Regions from separate parts of the Anas platyrhynchos genome. Here region 1 is linked to region 2. Evidence: chromatin contacts called from public Hi-C data. All regions are on one chromosome and are shown on one strand. The core of a region is the stretch at or near the end of the contact, and the rest is flanking DNA. Distances in the headings are between cores, read along the strand shown. Region 1 holds the start of ANKRD55 (ankyrin repeat domain 55). Region 2 holds the start of SLC38A9 (solute carrier family 38 member 9).

Region 1 (4,747 bases), core at 585-3,084, 220 kb after region 2:
GTGGGTGTACCTGGAGGGGGGTATTGCTGGGGAGGTGCTGTGAGCAGAGTGTGGCCCTGGGGATGGAGGACAGAGCTGGGTGGACACAGGGATGGGGTCGGTGTGCACAGAGTCCTGGCAGGAGGAGGGGAACAGAGTAGAAGTCCTGGGACGTACTGACAGATGTTACCTCACAGCTCTCTCTTTTCTATCCGGATAAGTGTTTTGGATCAGTGGTCTCCTGCACTGCTCTCTGCTCCCTTATCCATCCGGAGACCTCACTGCTCCTTCCCCAGCCCTGGTTTTGCTCCAGCCTCACAGCCCGCACCACTTCCATCAGCTCTGTGCCCATCAGCCACCCCACAGCACAGAGCAAGGTGTCCCCTCACCCTCCCCAAGCTCCAAGCACAGCCGTGTTGGGGTGCAGCATAAAGTGCCTGCAGAAGGAGAGCTCAAGGGCTGCTAGGTGCTGCCAAATCTCAGTCAGCCCCGCACCTCTGTCCTTTCAAGGAAAATGTCCCAAACATGACTTCCACATGTTCCGTGAGTACCTGTCTGTGTTTCCGTGGCATGCATACGTGCCTCAGCCTGTTTGGTGTGGGGCCAGCATGGCTACATCAGCTTTGACTCTTTCCAGGCATGCACTGGAAACTGGAGCCACTGCATACAAATGATTTTGCAAGCTGACTTAGTGAGAAATTTGTTGCAACAGAGATAATCAAACAGTGACTGCTTCCTGCTCTGAGAATGTGAAAGGAATACCACTCTACAGAGGGAAATACCAGCTACAAGAGAGAAAAGCCTGTACAGGCAAACAAATACATGAAATTCAACCATTTAACTTTAAAACAGATGATAAAGTGACATTAGTATTTCCATAGCAACCTTACTATGTAGAAAATCTTCACTTTGGTTCTTTAAACTATATCTTAAATTCATAGTTATGGCAATACTTACCGATACAGCTAACATTTACTGAAGCAAAGTCAATCACTCATCACCACCTAGTCCTCTCAGTGTATACAAATAAGTAGATTAAGAAAACCAGCTTTTCTTTATTTTTTACTCCATTTTAAATTGCTTTGATTGCTAATGTGGCAATTGTTTTATAAATATATATATCCATAAAAGCACCAATATACAATATAAGCAGTAAATACATGCACTCGTCTCTCAGTGTTAGGCATATGAGCAATCAAATGCTGTAGCTTTCCTGCTGAAATATTTATCTTTAAAAATAACTCTAGCTTTAGGCTGAAATATCCATGCCTGAAACTGATGGAAGGGATTCCCTCCTGTGTAACAAAAATAGATCTCCATGAGACCTGATCTTTCCCCAAAATTCTCGCCATTCATTCTGCCAAGTAACATTAGTACATCTGCCTGGGAGGACTACAGATTTTTGAAATTAGGAGCAGTGACTTACCTTTGTGCTGATCAAACACGGATGAGGAACTGAAATCCATTGTGATCTATCTCATCATTTACAACCAGACCAGGCAAAAAGCATCTCTGGGGTTTCCAGGGAGGAATTCCACATATTAGAGCAAACAATTCAGTGGTAGCTGTCACCCATCTTCTTGTCAGAGAATTAAACTTGCTTTATGTTTGCATGTTGTTGTCAAAGCAAGGACATGATCATTAGCCTGATGGGAGCGGAATATTCTGTTTGCTATGGATGCTCTTAAAATGACATCCCTAGAAGCTCAGCCGAGCTTCTGAAAAACGTCTTCAGTGAGCAAAGCTGCCTGTGAGCATCTCTGAGAGATGCTGCAGCTCTCCCAGCCTCAGCAGCAGAGTGCTGCCCGTAAACAAGCCTTCAGAGGGTGAATGGGACTGTGCTGGCACACGGAGCATGTGCAGAGCTGCGGTGCAGCCTGGGTGCTGCTGGCCTCGCTGTGCTGGTCCAGCGGCATGTGCTGCGCTCACCGACTGCCCTGATAGGGCCACTGCCTGGGCCACTGTGTCTGAGGGTGGCTATTCACATCACGTTTTCAGAGGTTACCTATTTCTTGATTTAACCACTCTATGCAGAACTTAAAAAATCAAGCCATTGTCATCTTAGTGTTTTAATGCCTAATTAATGGACAAGATGCAATGAAAGGACCGAGTAAGTAACTGAGGAGCACATCATTGTTGCTGAAGTAGGTAGTGATACTTCAACAGTGCAGTACAACAAATATAGGAGTTCAAAGGATGCTCCAAACCCTCCGTGTCTACAAAACCAACAGCAGATTTGTGTCTTCAAGCTATTATTTTGGTTGGGCCTGTGCTTCCCTGAGTTGGGAACTCAGCCTGTGTAGTGTAAAGAGGAGGTGATCCTGATGAGCTTTGCTACTTTGAGCAGAGGATGTATTTAGCCTTATAAAGCAGGGAGGTGAGTATAACAAATATTCAATCTGTCTTACATTTCACATGCGAAACTCTAAGTTGTAGCTGTGACATGTCCTCCCTTCTCTAGTCACAGTTTTATCTGGCCAGGTTGAGGTTGTGTGCATGGCAGAAATAACAATAAGTAACAATAAACAGGCTGATTTGGTACATACTTAGAGCAGAGGATCACCAGGTCTTTTCCTGAAATGCTGCCAGTGGGCTGCTGGTTTGGAGGGATAAAGGCAAGCTTTCCTAACACTGCTGCATTGGAAAAGAGTTGCCACTACTGCTGAGGAAGGCGAGCTAACATACAAAAACGATGGAAGGCAAGGCATGTTTGGTCCAAGAGTTCACAGAGGGTCTACACTAAAACTGTCCACATTTGGTCAGCCCTAGACATTGTTCACCCTAGTGAATATATTCTGCTGCATTGACTGACTCCTGTGGCTACAACAGATCCTAGAGACATAACTTACATGTAGGCACAGTAGGAGTTGTATCCGCAGCTGATTCACATCCCGGACATCTGTGTCTGAACCTAAATCCAAACTATTTTTTTGGAAAAGATTGTATGGTCCAGGAAGCAGTACAGCCTTGACAGCTTGAAACTGCTGAAATTCCCCAAAATGTGACAGTGTGATCTGCTCAAGGGTCCTGACCATGGAGAGCTGTGTGGTGGGACTGTGGGGCAAGAAGCTGGCTCCATTTTTCTCTTCTGCTGACTTGTTCACGCTTGGATCATCTGTGGCTTTGTTACAGTGAGGAGGGATCCACCATGTGGCAGCTGCTGGTTGTGCACAGATGTGAACAGGGCATGTCTGGGGTTACGTGGCAAGGTTTTGTTGGTAGCAGGGGGCTGCAGGGGTGGCGTTTGTGAGCAGAGCCCAGCAGCAGCCCCATGTCCTAGCAGAAGGTGTTTTAAGTTTGCTTTTAGTTCTTACTGTTCCAGTCTGCTGGTGTTGCTTAATATATGACATTAATCTCCCTATGCTGAGCCTGTTTTGCCTGTCATGATACTTGTTGAGCGATCTCCCTGCCCTTATCTCAACCCTTGAGCCCTTTGCATCGTATTTTCTCCCCTTTCCCTTTGAGGAGGGGAGTGAGGGAGCGGTGTGGCGGATTTCAGCTGCCCAGCTGGGTGAAACCACCACAGGTTTAACACAGATGGTCAGCATCTGTCACCTCCACCAGGAGGGTGGCTCGGCTGGTAGCCCTGGCTCTCACCTGGCTCTCAGACAGCCCACAGGTCCAACACCTCGGTACTGCTCAAAGGGCTGTGGCCTCTGTGGCCTCCGAGGAGGAGAGGCAGGAGCTGGAGGCAGGTCTCTTGGGCAGCCTGTGGTTTGGACTGCAGGTTATCACACCCTCTGATCTTCAGAAGGCCCCATAAGTGGCTCCTGCTTCCTGTGTGTGGCAAGAAGCTCTCTGTCCTTTGTGTGCAGTGTTTCTGCTCAGTTGCATCTCTGCATCCATTTCTCACCCCAACACTGCCAGTCCCCTTGTTCTGCCTTCGCAGGGCACTCAGAGCAGCCGTGTATGCTCCTGTTGGAGCACTCCTAGGAACCAGCAGCACCAGGGGTGAAGTGTTCCCCTGCTGTAAGACAGAATATTTCCTGTACTTGCTTCCCTGCTTTATAAGGCTAAATACATCCCCTGCTAAGTCAGTATGAATTTTTGCCCTGGACATCAATAGAATGAGGACGTCTTCGAAGGTGCAATTTTTTTTATGTATCACTAGCATCCTCTAAAGCAAATTTAGCAAAAAACAAATCACACCTGAGAGACTGTTCTGCAATTATAGTAGACTGTCAAGCAGTAACTGCTTCTGTGGGTATTGTTTTTCCAAATTATAATCTATGTGCAATGAATTAAAGCAAATTTTTGTTTTTGCTCAAAGTGTTGGGTATGGGAAGGAGTTGGGTATGGAAAGTCTCCCAGTGAGTTTGTCACCCTTACCATTTAGCATCTGTCTGTCTTATAGAATAGTTTGGGTTGGAAGGGACCTTAAAGATCACCCAGCTCCAACTCCCTGCCATGGGCAGGGACATCTCCCACAAGCCCAAGTTCCCCAAAGCCCCATCCAGCCTGGACTTGAGCACCTCCAGGGATGGGGCATCCACAGCTTCTCTGGGCAACTTGTGTCAGTGCCTAACCACCCTCACGGTAAAAATTTCTTCCTTATATCTAATCTAAATCTACCCTCTTTTAGTTTAAAGGCATTCCCCCTCATCCTATCACGCCACCACCTAACAAAGAGTCCCTCCTCAGCTTTCCTGTGGTCCCCTTTAGGCACTGAAAGGCCACTGTACGGTCTCCCTAGAGCCTTCTCTTCTCCAGGCTGAACAACCCCAGAGAGTCTTATTTGAAAATCAGATTGAATTGAAATCTGAATTTT
Region 2 (4,862 bases), core at 1,687-4,186:
TACACTTGTGCCACGTCTGTGACACTGTGCTGCATGACATCCTTGTCTCTGAACTGGAGAGACATGGATTTGATGGATGGACCACTTGGTGGCTAAGGAATTGGCTGGATGGTCACCCTCAAAGAGTTGCGGTTGATGCCTTGATGTACAGGTGGAGATCCAGTGATAAGTGGTGTTCATCAGGGGTCAGTACTGAGATCAGTGCTGTTTAACATCTTTGTCAGTAACATGGACAGAGGGATCAAGTGCACCCTCAGTTTGTCAATGACACCAAGCTGTGTGGTGCAGTCGACATGCTGGAGGGAAGGGATGCCATCCAGAGGGACTTGGACAGGCTTAAGAGATGGGCTTCATGAAGTTCAACAAGGTCAAGTACAAGGTCCTTACACTGAGTCAGGGTAATCCCTAGCACAAATAGAGGCGGGGTGGAGAATGGATTGAGAGCAGGACGGGAAGGACCTGGGGGTGTTGGTTGATGAAAAATAGGACATGGGCCTGCAATGTGCACTTGCACCAGAAAGCCAACCATATCCTGGGCTGCATCATAAGCAGCATGGCCAGCTGGTGGAGGGAGGTGATTCTCCCCCTCTGCTCTGCTCTTGCGAAACCCTACCTGGAGGTCATCATTCAGCTCTGCTGTTCCTTTTCAGGATATAACTTCACCGGTTGCTTGTGATGAAGCTGTCTTAGAATGTCCTCTCGACCTATTCTTAATTCTCCCACAAACATTTGAAGTTCTGTATCAGAAAGGTTGTAAGAGGTAACAGGTGAATGACAACTTACTAATCCAGGTTTTCTGCTGCTGGTGTTTCACAAAACTGTGAAACAACACAGGTGTGAAATGTGCTTTTCCCAGTCCCACTTTGGGCTACACTCTACAAGACTTTCAGGTGGTATTGAAAACAGGGCTGAACCTTTTTTAATACTTGCTTCTCTGTCCCTTTGCTTCAGGTTTTACTGCCTCGCAGGCTCTCTCTTTCTTTCTTAAAAAGACTTAAAAAGTTTCAGGGAGTGAAGACAAGGACCCAGCAGACTGATAACCTTCAATTTAGCCTGGAGGCTGTGCTGTGACTTGGTCTTCTTTGCACTGGAGGACAAAACCACATTACAGTTTGCTTGTATTGTGAACCTAAACTTGTATCTGGTTTGTCTACAGGCACGTGTATCAATGTTTTAAGGTGAGAACCCACCTGGACAGGTTAGTACAGACTTACAGCCCAGGCTACAGAAGAAGGTTACCAAACAGGTTTATACCACAGCCCTCACAAAACTTCTTTGTTAGTCAGTTATCCTAGTCATCCCACAAGCACAGGCTGCGCTTTGCTGGGTTGTAGGACCGCTGTTCACCAAGTAACTCTTCACAGAGGGCAGGTGGAAGAAGGCAGAGAGGGGAGCTACCATCACAGTGTCTAGAGTTCCACCGGGGTGCCAGTGCAGCTGGAAATTCTGGCAGAACAGCATCTGCAGCTCTGAGAGCTATTTCCACAACAGCTCCATGTCAGTAAAGGTGAAGTCGCTACACAGATGCTAGCACTGGTTCTGCAGTAATTTCTTAGTGTAAGAAGAAGACCCAATGGACAAGTCATCATAGACAAAGCCTTAATTCTTAGTTTGGAAGTCATGCATCTTAAATTATCACAGTCTTAAATCAACTTTAACTTGTTACTTTTTAACTTGCTTAATTACAACTACAGCCTTACAGAAGCAATTTTGCCACCAAAAACTGTTCTTATGTGCAACAGTAGCTTCCTTTTCTTTGAGATATCTGGTGGTTCCTTTAAGCATAGCTCCCTGTCAACTAGATTTCACAGATCAAACTGTGACAAGTTAACCTGTTTCATTCTTGTTTAAAGTCATTACTCTCATAACCCCACCTCACAATCATGATTTAAATACTAGGATCCACTAATACTAGCATTTACTTCAAATAAGGAAAATGATTTTTAGAAGTTCTACTTGGCGTGACCTGGTCTTCTCTTAAATTCTGAGCTGATGAATGGATGAATAAAGGTCATGGCATAAATCTAAAGTAAACTGCAGGCTATGCACATAGAAACTGTGAGAAACAAGCATATTCTACACTAAAAAACAGGAACTTCAAAGTAAGACAGAAGAGTTCCTTGGTTCCTTTTTTGGGGCAATAGACCCTAGCTTGTTAGGGACTGAAGAATGCTATAGTGCTTGTAAGACTATTAGCATATATTCAGAGCTCCTTAAAACTGGCACAGCTTGCCACAAGTTAGCTTGTCCATACTCTCCTAGATCTGTATTGGTTGAACATGACTAAAATGCATAACAAGTGTAAATTAATAACCGCTTTAGTAGAAAGCACTCTTGTCGATACAAACTGCACTGCTGTTGAGCTCCTACGTACCTTGGGCAGAACCAATGGGTATGTCGTCACTGACAGATACCTACGTAAAATTAAAAAGAAATGGAACAATAACTTGTCTTCAACAGCTGAAGCCTTTGTTACTTGCATATAGGTGTTGGTGTGAATCCTATTGCATATTTGTGTGAATACTAAAGACATAGGTATAGGAATGGGAACAACGTTAGCACCTTCGTCCTTATGCTATGTTTTTACCACCACCCTTCAAAAGGGCCCGGGCCCCACGGGCTGGTTAGGACCGATTTAAGCCTTTCCCTGATTTACGAATCCCCTGAAAGGCCTCCACGCCCCGCACAACGCCCGCTGCCCGGTTAAGTTTCCCCCCGGCGGGCTTGGCGCTGCAGCCGGGCGGCTCCCCCGTGCCCCCCGCCCCGCTCCCTCCTCCCGGCACCCGCCGCTCCCCTACCTGCGGCGGCGGCGGCAGGAAGCGGGCCGGGGCCGTCCCGGGGCTGCCGGCGTGCCGGGGAGCGCAGTTCCGCGGGCGGGCCCGCGGCCGGGAGGAGGGAGCGGGGCGGTGCTGCTGCGGGGCGGCGCTGCGCTGCGCTGCGCTGCGGGGCCGGCCGGGGAGCGGCAGCAGCGGGCTGCGGCTGAGCCTGTCCTGCGCCGGGCCGCCCGCTGGGGTGGGTAAGCGGGGTGTGGCTGCACGTGGAGGCACCAAACAGCCCTGAAAAAAATAAAATTGGACTTGTTAGTGACAGTTGGTCGTTGTGTAGTCTGTCTATGGCTTGTGTAGGCTGAGCTGAGAAAATAAGGAAGCAGAGAGGCAGGTGCATTTAATACTGATTCCAAAGGCAATGGTTGTCTATCGTAGAGCACTGCTGCTCACAGAAATTTGCTGTTTTAAAATCGCTTTGTTGTTGTGGCTCCTAGTTAACTCAAGTGTCATATGTCCTTTTCGTAGTTCAGACACTGGTTAAAGTAAAACTGAAGGGATTTTTATAGCTCATGGTAAGGGAAACTGCTGAATTGCATTGCATGCAAGGAAAACAGCAAAGATAGCTTTCCCACATGAGAAAGATATTTCAAAACAAGCTAGACACCAATCCCCGCCTGTACTCCTTCCTCAAGCACAGCCCAAGACAGATTGCATGGACAGCAGGACTATTCCTGTGAGAAAACCGCTGTGTAATCTGAATTTCAGACTGCGGGCGGAAATGAGGCAGCAGAGACTACCACCATCCATCATCACCCTGAAATTCGGCTACATGCATGCAAGCTGAGTCAGACCAAAACTTCTACTTTGTGTAATGCAGAAAACTCACTGTCATCGTCTGCACCTGAGCCACCCTTAGAATGCAAGAACCTTGCTGTTTCTGGGTATTTGAAGATTTTGGTCAGGGAGTCAGGAAGTCCAGCCACCTGCTGCACAAGTCTGAAACACAGTGCAAACACCACATGCTGGCACTATAAAGTGAATAAAACTAAAACACACAGAAGCAGAGATGTAATTTTTCCAGCATGCGAGAAGCTACTCTTACTCTTCCAATGTCACTCCAGTCTTCAAGAAGGGCAAGAAGGAGGATCCAGGAAACTACAGGCCACTCAGTCTCACCTCTGTCCCTGGAAAGGTATTGGAACAGCTTGTTCTGGATGCCATCTCCAAGCAATTGGAAGAGAAGAAGGTTACGAGGAGTAGTCAGCATGGATTCACCAAGGGGAAGTTGTGCTCGACCAACCTCATTGCCTTCTATGATGGCATCACCAGCTGGGTAGATGGGGGGAGAGCGGTGGATGTCATCTACCTTGACTTTAGCAAGGCTTTGATACTGTCTCCCATGACATCTTGCTAGCAAAGCTGAGAAAGTGTGGGACAGAGGAGTGGACAGTAAGGTGGGTTGAGAACTGGCTGACTGGCCGAGCTCAGAGGGTGGTGATCGGTGGTGCAGAGTCTGGCTGGAGATCTGTGACTAGCGGTGTTCCCCAGGGGTCGGTGCTGGGTCTGGTCTTGTTCAACATCCTCATTGATGACCTTGACGAGGGAATAGTGTCCACCCTCAGCAAGTACGCTTATAGTAGAAAGCTGGGAGGAGTGGCTGACACACCAGAAGGCCGTGCTGCCATTCAGCGAGACCTGGACTGGCTGGAGAGATGGGCAGGAAAAAACCAATAGGTTGGCCATGAGCCAGCACTGTGCCCTCGTGGCCAAGAGGGCCAATGGGATCCTGGCGTGCATTAAAAGGAGCGTGGCCAGCAGGTCAAGGGAGGTGATCCTCCCCCTCTACTCTGCCCTGGTCAGGCTTCACCTGGAGTACTGTGTCCAGTTCTGGGCTCCCCGGTACAAGAAAGACAGGGATCTCTTGGAAAGAGTCCAGCAGAGGGCCACAAAGATGATACGGGGCCTGGAGCATCTTCCCTGTGAGGAAAGGCTGAGAGACCTGGGTCTGTTCAGCCTGGAGAAGAGAAGACTGAGAGGGGATCTCATCAATGTGTATAAATACCTGAGGGGTGGGAGACAGAAGGACTTGGCCAA

Evidence for each region. A called contact is a pair of places that touch in the nucleus more often than the background predicts.
Region 1: a contact with region 2 is called in a Hi-C map of subcutaneous adipose tissue, with 2.9 times the contacts expected there. The contact joins the promoter of ANKRD55 here to the promoter of SLC38A9 in region 2. A contact is called at or near these places in 2 of 8 Hi-C or Micro-C datasets (liver and subcutaneous adipose tissue).

Annotation. Positions count from the first base shown.
Region 1 is chrZ:19,170,567-19,175,313 of IASCAAS_PekinDuck_T2T, forward strand. ANKRD55 (ankyrin repeat domain 55) reads right to left here and starts at 1,835. Exons shown (of 11, transcript XM_027446766.3): 1 at 1,406-1,835. The coding sequence starts at 1,445.
Region 2 is chrZ:18,948,648-18,953,509 of IASCAAS_PekinDuck_T2T, forward strand. SLC38A9 (solute carrier family 38 member 9) reads right to left here and starts at 2,937. Exons shown (of 15, transcript XM_038170803.2): 1 at 2,799-2,937. DDX4 (DEAD-box helicase 4) reads left to right here and starts at 2,898. Exons shown (of 18, transcript XM_072031069.1): 1 at 2,898-3,012.